Linked DNA regions of Sus scrofa: region 2 is linked to region 1. A link is a contact called in public HiChIP or PLAC-seq data. All regions are on one chromosome and are shown on one strand. The core of a region is the stretch at or near the end of the contact, and the rest is flanking DNA. Distances in the headings are between cores, read along the strand shown. Region 1 overlaps ZC3H12D (probable ribonuclease ZC3H12D). Region 2 has its middle 170 kb from the start of TAB2.

Region 1 (6,098 bases), core at 1,551-4,050:
CATCTTCTTAGAGGTGTCCCTCCTCCACTCTTGCTCCCTTCCAACTTAGTCCTCTGTGCTGCCAGGTTGAGCTTTCCTGAAACAGACATCCGATCAGATGAGATCACACAGACCCTCAAGTCTTAAAATCCATCTCCCTCCTCTTAGGAGCAGGAAAAATCCTTTAATAAGGCATGCAGGTCCCTGCCTGGGCTTGAACCGCCTCTCGCACTACTCTTTCCCGCTTGCCTCCATCGACTGATGCTTCAGTGGAAGTTGTGGGGCACACTGACCCTACTTACTTGGACTTGGGAGGCCCCATAACACATAGACAACCCTCTCTTGAGCCTTATCAGCTTCAGATAATAAGAAGATGTTGTCCATTTTTTTTTTTTTCCCCAGGGCTGCAACTGCAGCATATGGAGGTTCCCAGGCTAGGGGCTGAATCAGAGCTGTAGCTGCCGCTTTACACCACAGCCATGGCAATACCAGATCTGAGCCGCGTCTTCGACCTACACCGCAGCTCACGGCCACTCTGGATCCTTTACCCACTGAGTGAGGCCAGGGATTGAACTTGCATCCTCATGGATACTAGTCAGGTTCGTAGCCCACTGAGCCACAGCGGGGACTCCCTGAAGAAGATCTTGTCTATTAATCCTTGGAATGTATTGCCCTTGGAGCCCGACAGCCTCTGCTTGTTATCAAAAGTTACGTGGTTCCAGTTAAGGGATATATTTTGTGTAAAGAATGTCTATTTTCAGAATGCAGATTTGCCTAATTCCTTTTGATCATGAGACTATGATCTAGGCTCTGCCAGAAAAACAATCACTCTTTAGGAACTCTTCCTGTTTCTCTACAGATTTCTTTGTTTTCTCATTGTAGCCACGGAAATAAAGAAGCCTTCTCTTGCCGGGGAATCCAGCTGGCTGTAGACTGGTTCAGGGACAGAGGACACACCTACATCAAAGTTTTTGTGCCTTCCTGGAGGAAAGACCCACCGAGATCTGATACCCCGATCAGAGGTATGCTGGAGCAGATACCTGCTCAGGAGCTACCATGTGCCTTTCCTTGGCAGTAATCCTGGGACAGTTACAGTCAATTATCTACTTACTAATTGTTTGATGTGGCCTGTTTTCCTCACTGGACTATTTATTTTTTATTTTTTTAATTTTTTGTCTTTCTTTTCTTAGGGCCAAACGTGCAGCATATGGAAGTTCCCAGGCTAGGGGTCAAATTGGAGCTGCAACTGCCGGCCTATACCACAGCCACAGCCATGCCAGATCCAATCCGCGTCTGTGACCTACACCACAGCTCACGGCAACGCCAGATCCTTAAACCCACTGATCGAGGCTAGGGATCAAACCCATGTCCTCATGGTTACTAGTCGGATTCCTTTCCACTGAGCCATGATGGGAACTTCTTCCTCACTGGACTATAAGCTCCAAGAAAGCACTGACTATGAATGGTCCTTGCCAGAGCCCATGCCCTGAGCATAGTAGCTGGCCTACGGTAGGTCCTCAATAAATAAATAGCTGGTGATAGATAAACGAACTAAGTATTTAATCTTTTAGTACAAATGATTAAGTTCCCAAAATAATTGTGTCTTACAATTTTTATCACTCTGTAGAAAGACTGGGTCTGCATCCCATCCCTCAAGGAATATAGAAACTGAAAGAGACATTCATTGGGTCCAGTGATGTTTATTGACTGGAAGAGCTGGTCCAATCTCTTCATTATTAAAAACAATAACAACAACACAGGCAACTGAGACCCAGGACTTTTTTTATTTTTAAATCTTACATCAATGAGGAATATCGTAAGCTACAAAGAACAGGTGTTTTATTTGTTTTATTTATTTTTTGTCTTTTTAGGGCCGCATCTGCAGCAAATGGAAGTTCCCAGACTAGGGATTGAATCAGAGCTGCAGCTGCTGGCCTACACCACAGCCACGGCAATGCAGGATCCTTGACCCACTGAGGGAGGCCAGGGGTTGAATCCATGTCCTCAAGGATGCTAGTCAGGTTCATTACCACTGAGCCATGATGGGAACTCCAGAACCGGTGTTTTAAATAAACGGGTTTGTGCTTGTTTGTTTGGTTTTCCTGTAAGAAGAAGCACATGCTGAGCCATTGCTGGTGTTTCAGCCGAGTCAGTGATGGTGGGGCTAGCCTCTTGGGGATGCAGGGATGTTTCATTGACTTTTTCTTCCAGCCTTTTGGCCCAAAGTTTTTGGTTTTATTTTCAGTTCTGTCAATGGTTACCAGTCGCTTCTCTTCTTTTTCTGATTTCCTCTACTTATTAAATAAAACACTATTCTTATTTTATGCATACAGTATCTTCTTGACTATTTCTATACTAAAATGGAAAAAAGAGACAGAACTTTTTTTTAAAAAAAATTCTTTTAAGTTCCACGAATCATATTTAGTTTTTCTGGGGTCAGTTCTCTCTCTCTTTTTTTTTTTTCATCTCTATCCCTCTTTGTGCTGTTAGGTCTTCTTCTCAAAAGTCTGATGATTCTTTGCTTGTCAGTGTTTACTGGTGAATAAAGACCCTGACTGGTTAAGTACATATCTGTGCAATTTCCATAGGTTTTCTCTCCTGATATTTGGATCTTTCCCTAAAAGGCAGGTCTGACCATTGGTGTTGACCAGCAGATTTTGCTTCAGTGCACCCCGCAGGCAGACAGCTGGGTACCTCTGCCCACCACATATTCTAAAGGATGCTGGTTTTCCTTTAGGAGGTCAAAGGCCACATGGGGACCTCCTCCTTTCTAGTTCTAGCTTCACTTCCCTTATAGTGAGGGAGGCAGGAAAGGATGGTTGCAACTGCCCCAGAGTAGCCCCTCAGTTAATCACCTGACTTGTGCCGACTTGCCACTCCCACTGAGGCACGCGGGACTTTTCAGGGAAAATGGCTCCACCCCCACATCAGCATCTGTGCACATTCTGGGTGTGGTTCCTCTGCACTGTCCAACTCGTATGATCCCACCTGCTTTCTGACTTCCCAAGATGCGTAAAAACCCTGGGTTTGCTGCAACCCCCAGCCTTTATTTTTTATTTATTTTTTCGCTGCCCCTTGGGAGTTGTGGGGCCAGGGATCAGATCCGAGCTGCAGCAGCTGTGGCAACACTTCTTCCTTTAATCCGCCATGCCAGGCCAGGGATCAAACCTGTGACATGGCACTCCAGAGACACCGCTGATCCCATTGCGCCACAGCAGGAACTCCCTTCAAGCCCATTTTTAATGTAATTATGGATCCACTCATCCTTATATATATTTCTTTACGCCCTCCCAATGGGATTATGAGGAGGGGAGATAAATATTTGTGTTCATCGTGAGCTGGTTTTCCCAAATTATTCTTTATGCACTGAACATGGAGAGTGGTGGCTTTCGACAGTTGTGTAATATTTAAATATAGTTCGGATAAAGAGTAGGGAAATCATTTGGGGTAGGGAAGACAAACCACAACAAGTACAGAGAGACAGGGAAAGATTCATAAATTTGATTACATTAAAATAAAAGCTTCTGTTCGTTAGCAGAAACCACCAAAACAAGAAAATGAAGACAAGCCTCAAACTGGGAGAGGCTATACATCCTGTATCCCTGATGAAGGCTTATTGTCCAGAATCTATAGAGAACGTCTCCAAATCAATAAGACCAAGACAAAGGACCAATAGCAAAATGTGCTCAAGGCAGGAATAGGCCTTTGACAGAAAACACAAAGGGCTGTTAACCATACAAAGAGATGCTCAATTGTATTAGTAATCAGAGAAGGGCAAAATAAAATCACAAGAGGCCACTATACACATGCCAGGCTGGGAAAAATTCCAAAACCTGCCAATGCCAAGTGCTGGCAAAGTCACCTTAGATGCTGTGTTGGGTAGTAACTTGATATAACCACTTTGGAAAACAGTTCAGCATTATCTTGTCAAGTCCCTTTCCCTGCGACTTGGCAAGAGCACTTCCTGAGCCAGACCCTAGAGGAACCCTTGCCCTTCTGTACCAGGAGACTTCTGTGCAAAACCTCTGCGCCAAACCTCAGCCACACAATATCCAATGAAGAAACAAGTTGCCTAAGAATATGTACAACGGAGTTCCCGTCGTGGCGCAGTGGTTAACGAATCCCACTAGGAACCATGAGGTTGCAGGTTCGGTCCCTGCCCTTGCTCAGTGGGTTAAGGATCCGGCGTTGCCGTGAGCTGTGGTGTAGGTTGCAGATGCGGCTCGGATCCCGTGTTGCTGTGGCTGTGGCGTAGGCCAAGAAATAGCAAAAAGACAAAAAAAAAAAAAAAAAGAATATGTACAAGATGATTCCACTTGTGTAAAATCTGGAGGTTCATAATCACATTGGAAATAGTCTTTTTTTTTTTTTTTTTTTAGCTTTTTAGGGCCACACCTGTGGCATATGGAGCTTCCCAGGCTAGGGGTCCAGTCGGAGCTACAGCTGCCGGCCTACACCACAGCCACAGCAACGTCAGATCCGAGCCGAGTCTTCAGCCTACAGCACAGTTCACGGCAACATCGGATCCTTAACCCACTGGTCGAGGCCAGAGATTGAACCCGCAACCTCATGGTTCCTAGTCAGGTTCGTTTCTGCTATGCCACAATGGGAACTCTGGAAATAGTCCTTTTGAAGGGTACACATATATGCTTTGCAAAAAATGAAAGCAAGGAATTATAAGCACAAAATTTCTAAAAACTGGGTTATCTTAAGAGCGAGTGGAGGGAGATGCAAGCTTTGAGGGACAATGGGGACCTCAAAGCACGGGCAGTGTTCTATTTCTCAAAGGGAGTTCTGCACACATGGCATCTAGTTAATTATAATTTTTAGTTGAAGGATAATTGACTTACAATATGGTATTAGTTTCAGGCATACCACATACTGATCTGACCTTTTTTATACGTCACAAAATGATCATCGTGCACACACTTTTAAAAAGTGATTCTTGGGAGTTCTCTTGTGATGCCTTGGGTTAAGAATCCGGTGTTGTCATTGCAGTGGCTTGGGTCGCTGCTGTGTTGAGGGTTCAGTCCCTGGCCCTGGAACTTCCACATGCCATGGGCATTGCCAAAAAAAAACAAAAAACAAAAAACAAAAAAACCCCAAAATATAAAAAGTGATTCTCTGTACCATATATGTATTATGTACTTTTTCAAAGTCTGGGAACCATGGCATATAGGAAAGGACACAGACCGGGTGGGGGGAGAAACAACTTGGGAAGGATACACTAGTTAGTACCAGTTTACCTTTGGGGTAACTTAGGTGGAGGAGGGATTTCTTTTGTGTGTCTCCAGAGGCAAAACTAAGATCAAAGAGTAGACCTGCCAGAGATGCAGATTTTAGCTCCTGTTAAGAGGCGTTGTAATGGCTGCACCAAACTAAACATGCTCCCTCCTCCCAGCCTTCGAGGGGAGGGGGGTGGGGAGGAGGGGAGAGGGCCCCCCCCCCAAGGCACTGGTCCAGTCTCCTCACTTGCTGTGAGGCAGGGGCAGGAGTCATTTTCCTCATTTTATAAATGCAAAACCTGACGTGCAGAGACGGGTGAAGAACTTGAGAACTGGAGCCAAGGCCAGAATCCAGGCTGCAGGTTCCTAACTCCAGCCTCTCCCTGTGACATTCTTGTGTCCCTCAGAGCTGTCAGTTGTGGGCTGCTGCATCCTGATGGTGTCCCAGCAGACTCCTGTGTCATGTGGGACAATCCCAGATGGATGTGGGGTTCCTAGTAATTCCTAAGGTAGTGCCAGGGGTCTAGTCAAAATAGGGACCTTTTGCGAGTTCTGTTGTGGCTCAGCAGTAACGAACCTGATTAGCATCCATGAGAACATGGGTTCAGTCCCTTGGCCTCGCTCAGTAGGTTAAGGAGCTTCTGTGTTGCTGTGAGCTGTGGTGTAGGTGGCAGATGCTGCTCAGATCCCGTGTTGCTGTAGCTGTGGCGTAGGCAGGCGGTGGCAGCTTCAATTCTACCTCTAGCCTGGGAACTTCCCATGTGCCTCAGGTGCAGCCCTAAAAAGACGAAAAAAAAGGGGGTGTCTTCCTCCAGTGGAAGGCCTCTGTGTCTGCTGTGTTAGGGGCATCGTGGAAGGTAACCAACCTCAGGACAGAAGTTGTGGCTGCACTCT
Region 2 (6,391 bases), core at 1,180-3,679, 300 kb after region 1:
CCTATGAATGTTGCCTGATGGATAATCAGACTACTTTTGCAAGTAACACATTACTTATCTGAAAATCCAGGACTTCAAAGTAGAAACCTATCTGCAAGTCCCAGAGATGCTACCAAAGGATGTTTTCCTCTTGAGACTCAGAGCTCTCTTTGAATCTGTTCCTAAATTCTAGGTAGTTCTCCATTAAATTGTTACCAAACAAACTTTAGTCTGCTCACCCACCATGCAACAAAGCCAGCCTACTGACACCGGGTGGTGGTGAAGGAAAGTACAGCATTTATTGTAGGGCACCAAACAAGGAGAATTGGCAGCTCATACTCAAAAGACTCAAACTCCCTGGTGGCTTTCAGGGAAGGGCTTTTAAAGGCAATATTTTGGGTGAGGGTTGCAGCTCCTGGACTTTCTTCTGATTGGTTGGTGGTGAGATTATTGGGTGATGTTTTGGAACTCTTAATCATCAGCTTTCTGGTTCCAAGTGCCTGGGTTCTATGTGCTCGCGTTCAGCAGGTAGTCACCAACCTCCACATGGGGGAGAAGGGGGCTATTAATTTCTTCAGAATAACTCCAAGATATGCATAAGACTGTCCTGTATATTCCTTGAGAAAGAAGGAGGACTCTGTGCTGAACTATTGTTTCAGCTATCATTGCTTTTCTTTTTTTTTCTTTTGCTCTTTAGGGCTACACTTGTAGCATATGGAAGTTCCCAGGGGTAGAACTGGAGCTGCAGCTGCTGGCCTATACCACAGCTACAGCAAGGCCAGATCTGAGACGTGTCTGCAAACTACATCACAGCTCACGGCAATGCCAGATCCTTAACCAACTGAGTGAGACCAGGGGTCAAGCCTGCATCCTCCTGGGTACTAGTCAGGCTAATTATCAGAATGGGAACTCCCAAGCTATCATTACTTTTCTTGCTTGACTCTTTTCCCTTTCTTTCTGCATTCCCTTACTTCCCTAATTAGTAACTGCTTAAGTCTGTTCTTTGGAACTCAGGGAAGACCTAGGAGACTAAAGCCTTTTTCTACAAACAAGAAACAGGGAACACAGAGATGCTTTTGTACCCAGAAGGGCCCTGCAGCGTTCTGCTCAGTTTCAATCCCCCCTTATCTTTAATACTCCCAATCCTGAGGGAAACAGGGGCAAAACAAGAACAGAAGTACAGTTCTGGATAGAGTAGTTAATCATAAGCTCAGCAGGAGAAATAGATTTCAGGAAGATTGAGTTTCACCATCTGACTTTCAACAGAGTCAGGCAAGAACTAGCCCAGCAGCATCTCCTGTCATTTCTCCAGGAGTCTTTTCTTTTCTCATCTCTCCAAGTTATCACAGCAGAAAGTGTGGGCTGTATGAGCAAGTTGGGGCTTGAAGGCAATGATCATGAGAATACACCAGTTTCTACTCAGTGGTGAAAACATGAAGGTTTGACCATTTTATTCCCTGAATTCTCTTGGATTCAACTTTGCCAAATGGGAGAGATTCAAAAGAAGGAATAAACACATGCTGGGCCTTAATGCTCGGGCATTCTCCATGACCCTGTTCTTTCTTCTTTCACCGTCTTTCTTGGTCTTTTTGTGGGTTCTTGCTCATGTTTCTTTTCCTCATTTTTGGCTTTTGCCAGAGTCATGACCCTGATTCTCTTCCCACATCATCTTCTTTTTTCTGCAGTTTTATTTGAATCATGTCCTAAGGGTGAAAAAAAAAAATTCTTTTCGTGAAAAGCTCTATTGTTACCCCTCTGGACTTCATGTGAAAAGGTGAACTTGGAATTTCATCCCCACATGTAGCAGGGATAGCTAACTAGCCACTTTAAAAGACAGAAAGAAAAACTCCAACCCACCCATAACTGCCTTATTAACCTCTTTCCTTGAGGGGAAATAGCTGAAAGGGAAAGCAATGAGCACAACTGTTCTGCTTTGTCCCCCTAAGAAAAACCATCCACTTCCAAGACACTTTGGTTTCCTTTGCGGGAGCCAGAGAAAGAGATTCCTGCTCCATCTGCTGTGACCAGGGGTAGTGGCCAAGCCCTTTTCCGTCTTCTATATTCTTTTCCTCTGGACTCTCCAGAAACTCTGCAGAAACATTTCCTTTTTAATGTGGAGAGCAACTTCTCAGTCACTGCTGCAAATGTCTTCCACACACCAATTTCAAGTCCTTTTGAGATAAAAACATTACCTGTGGGCAGGCTCTCATTGGTTCTTCAGACTTCTTTTTCTTCCAGGAGCTGGGGAGGTAAGAGGCAGCTGGTGTGTGGGTTTCACGGGGAACAGGGCTGAAGGTCCTTTAATTGAAGAGGTGAACACTGTGCCTGAAAAGCTGGGCGAGTCCCCTGTGGGCCCATCCCAGACATTCTCCCTCTGGCTGGTGTCCGGGCTGGAGCAAGACCTGGAAATCTCTACAGAGGCTCTGCTCCCCCTCCTGGCCTGGGTGGGGAGCAGCACCCAGTACTCCCAGCTTAAGGCCAAGACCCCCCCCCTCCAGCACCCTCTTCTCTTCCCACCTTTACTGCTATCATGAATTGGTCCAGGCAGCAAAGGGGGGGGGGTGCTTAGACAGCGCTTCTGAGTATTATCAGGGGATGTGCCCAGGACCAGGAAGTGGGGGGAGGTTCAGCAGAGCTGTGTGTGACCAGCTGGTGACACCTTTGTTATTGTCAGTGTGATTTACTGATTGGGCTGTTCTGCCAGGATACGTGTTCTGTCTGAGGTGTATGTGGGTTTGAGATGCTTAAAGGAAAACCCGCTCTGCGTTAGGTAGGGAGGGCAAAAGGATTTCATTGTGATTGCCAGTTCGAGTCCAGGCTGTCTGGAGGGCTGTGATGACAATGACTGTGAGGGTTTTTTTTTTTCTGGCTCAGTGAGAGGAGTGTGGGCGAGGGTAGCAGCGAGAGTGGTCTTAGTCCTGCTTCCAGAGAAGGATGTGATGGAAAGGCTGAGGTCACGGCCTTCTCTTTCGATTCCTGGAACAGAACGGGTCTAATCCTCTCCCTCCTTCCTCGCGTCCCTGGGGCTCCGTGGGTGCTTCTCAGTCACGGCTATCCAGCCTCACCCTGCAAGCTCAGAGGAAGAGACGAGTCACCAGAGAACCAAGGGAGGGGTGACTCAAGGAAGAGAAAAGAGGAGTTCCTCTTGGGGCTCAGTGGTAATGAACCCAACTAGGATCCCTGAGGCTGCAAGTTCAATCCCTGGCCTTGCTCAGTGGGTTAAGGATCAGGTGTTGTGGCATAGGCTGGCAGCCCGTAGCTCCAATTCGATCCCTAACCTGGAAACTTCCATATGCCGCAGGTGTGGCCCAAAGAAAGAAAGAAAGAAAGAAAAAGAGACTTGCCCAGCTGCTCCCTGACCCAATGGGAGACTAAGGATCCCTAACCCCTTGAGTGAACAGTTCCCCCCAGGGTGTCCACGAAAGGGAATAACAAAGCGCTTTGTGAGGACCACATGAGATAACACGTGAAAAGAGCTTAGAATACTTTCCCTGGCATGTATGAAGTTCTCCATAAGTTTTAGCTGTTGTTATGAAATTATAGATGCTCTCTTTATGTTCCTAGTAGATGTTCTACCCCTGTCCTTAATGATCCTCCTTTGAGCTGATGCATGTCATGCGCCTCCTACTGGGGACACTCTGAGCTTCCCTTGAAGGCAGGGTGTGTGGCTCTGGGGAAAATCGAGGCATCTCAGGATCAGAGGATGACAGGTGTAGAGGGAGTCTCCCTCATCTTCTCATCCTCACACAAGGAGTTCACAGCCTTGGGGCGGATACGGGCAGGAGAGGACACTACTGCTCAGCGGTTGTGTAGGTTGATAGAAGCTTCGATAAAACTGTGAAGAAGAGGATGAGTGATCCCGGGGCCATCCTGCCTCCCTTTCATCCTCTCTAACATTCGCAGCTCCCCCTCGGCCTGTCACCCAGGGGCCCACCTCAGCTTGTAGCCCAGGGTGAACCTAGTTCATTAGACTTGCATTCCCTGGGAGAAGCAACACGGTTGGCCTTTAGGAAATTAGCTGCACGGGGTGAGGATCTGGCCTTGTCTTTGCAGGGCTCAGGTCACTGCTGAGGCGTGGGTTTGACCCTTGACTCTGCACAGTGGGTTAAGGATCTGGCATTGCTGCAGCCATGGCATAGGTCGCAGCGGTGTCTTGGCTTCGATCCCTGGCCTGGGAACTTCCATATGCTGTGCATGCAGCCAAAAAAAGAAGTTATCTGAGTCCCATGGTTCACACTGGCATTATTTCTCCTTTAAAAGAGAAGGCCATTGGCCACAATTATGGGAAGGTTTGGTACACGAGGCAGTCTAAAGGGCCTTGTGTTCTCCATCAGTATTTCAGAAAGTGAGCTGGTAAACAGGTACCCCCTTTAGGGATGTTGGTTGCTGGTCCCTGATTCAGAGAGCCTTCTCCCCTCAGTCCAAGCTGAGGTGCTTTTAAAAAAATACATTCATAGGGCAGAAATTGACCGAACATTGTAAATCAACTGTACTTTAATTAAAATTCTTTAAAAACAATAAAAAAATATTCAGAGAAGAGGGCTGTATGCTTGCCCCCAGAGTTCTCCCTGACTGTTCAATAATTCTCACCGGCAGGATGTTTTCTCTTGTGTCAAACTAAATCCTGTCTGTGCTGTTTGATCCATTTTATTTCCTCCTGTCCTGGCCTCGGTGGAAACAGAAAAGAGCCAGTGACTGTTCCTTGCCCCACACAAAGGATTCTGGCTTCTAAGGCTATTTGATGAAAACGTAACTCACTAGAGCAGCTGCCTCCCGTCCAGAGGTTGGACCAGAGTCTCGCATTTCAGAAAAACCAGGGGCACCATCACACACCAGTTTTATGTCATTGCCATGCGTGTGACAAATCCCGTGTTTAGCTTGGGCCCGCTTCAGAAGCTTCTCGCTGCACCACCTTCTAAGAGCCTGCCACGAAAGGCCGCGTTTGAGGCCTGTTAACATTCTCCGCAGCCTTTCAGGCTTCCTGAGCGCGGCCAACAAAGTAGCCGCCACGGAGGACATGGAGAGTGTCACCGTTGTCGAAATGTAGAATTTATCCATTTATTAAGAAGGGGAGTATGCAGAGTGTTGACACGCAGAACTGCAGGGCTCAGACCCTGAGTGGTCTCATTTATACTATTCAGCGTTTCACAGAGCACAGATCCTTCGGCAGCTTGGTGAAAAAAGCGAGGCAGATTTCGTTCCTGAACCGATTCAGAACTCTGTCTTTGAAGTGGCCATAATACATCTCTGCCCAAACGTTCTTGCCAACACAACAAAAACACACTGCTTTATGTCTACATTCCCTCTCCTGCAGTAGGAAGCATTTTTCAGGTTATTTTTTTCACCCCGCAGATTGATCTCTGCTGTGCTTTTCTAGTGGGATCGAGCATTTGTGCCAAGTATTGGATGCATAGTAACTCTAAATCTTCCCAGCAGGAGTTCCCATCGTGGCTCAGTGGTTAACGAATCCAACTAGGAACTATGAGGTTGTGGGTTCGATTCCTGGCCCCACTCAGTGGGTTAAGGATCCGGCGTTGCCATGAGCTGTGGTGTAGGTTGCAGATGTGGCTCGGATCCCACGTTGCTGTGGATCTGGCGTAAGCCAGTGGCTACAGCTCCGATTAGACCCCTGTCCCGGGAACTTCCATATGCTGTGGGTGCAGCCCTAGAAAAGACAAAAAGACAAAAAAAAAAAAAAAAAAAAAAAAAAAATTCCCAGCAAGCTATGAAGCAGGCATTGCCATAATCCTTCTAATATAAATAAGGAAACTGAGGCACAGAAAGATTAGGAACTTGCCCACGTTCATCCAGTTTGCAAGAGGCAGAGGCTAGACTCGCATCCAGGCAGTTTGGTTCCCAAATGCAGACGCTCAGCTAGAGCATGACACGACCTCTATGTCCAAAGGTGTGAGTTGAGCGTGGTCATCTCTCTTAAAAGGTCAGGTTGCTGGATGGTGAGTAATTCAACACATCATTTTTTTCTTTACAACGACTAAACATATATGGTATGGAATTTTATGCAAACATGCAACCTCAAAGAAATTTTTAGTGTGTAGTTGCCTCAGGCTGCACCCTGGGATCCCCTGGGGTCCCATACTTCCTCTCCTGTGCATTTGGGGCATGCACGTTGGTGAAAATTTAAGAGGTACTGTGGTGTACCTTAGCTATTCCTGGTTTCGGGTGTCCTGCTCTCATCAGGGGTCAGATATTAGGTGCTGATAATAGAATCTCTCCCGTTTCCCCTAAACCTCTGTTCTACCTCCTTCCTTCTTGGCAATGTCAAGGGTAGGGAGGGGGAAGAAGAAGGTCAACCAGCAGCCTTGCAGAGTGAGGAAGGAGGATCTCTGCAGACACTGGGACCAGCATCACAGAAGTAGCGGCTGTGTACTGTCACTAGCCAGTCACTCCTTGT

Evidence for each region. HiChIP or PLAC-seq counts read pairs in DNA pulled down with a chosen protein or histone mark.
Region 2: an H3K27ac HiChIP or PLAC-seq map of alveolar macrophages shows a contact between it and region 1. The contact joins two enhancer-like sites. A contact is called at or near these places in 1 of 47 Hi-C or Micro-C datasets (blood) and 2 of 2 datasets of contacts at active chromatin or transcription factors (alveolar macrophages and skeletal muscle).

What each region holds. Positions count from the first base shown.
Region 1 is chr1:16,486,106-16,492,203 of Sscrofa11.1, forward strand. ZC3H12D (probable ribonuclease ZC3H12D) reads left to right here. Exons shown (of 6, transcript XM_003121158.4): 3 at 862-1,001. Among named protein-coding and RNA genes, the nearest start is that of ZC3H12D, 26 kb to the left of the region's middle. Within about 2 kb of position 2,801, at least 2 of the 83 cell types and tissues checked have an H3K27ac peak or open chromatin away from gene starts, as enhancers often do. A contact at or near this core is called in alveolar macrophages, where this site is marked.
Region 2 is chr1:16,781,757-16,788,147 of Sscrofa11.1, forward strand. No RefSeq gene overlaps it. Among named protein-coding and RNA genes, the nearest start is that of TAB2, 170 kb to the left of the region's middle. Within about 2 kb of position 2,430, at least 6 of the 83 cell types and tissues checked have an H3K27ac peak or open chromatin away from gene starts, as enhancers often do. A contact at or near this core is called in alveolar macrophages, where this site is marked.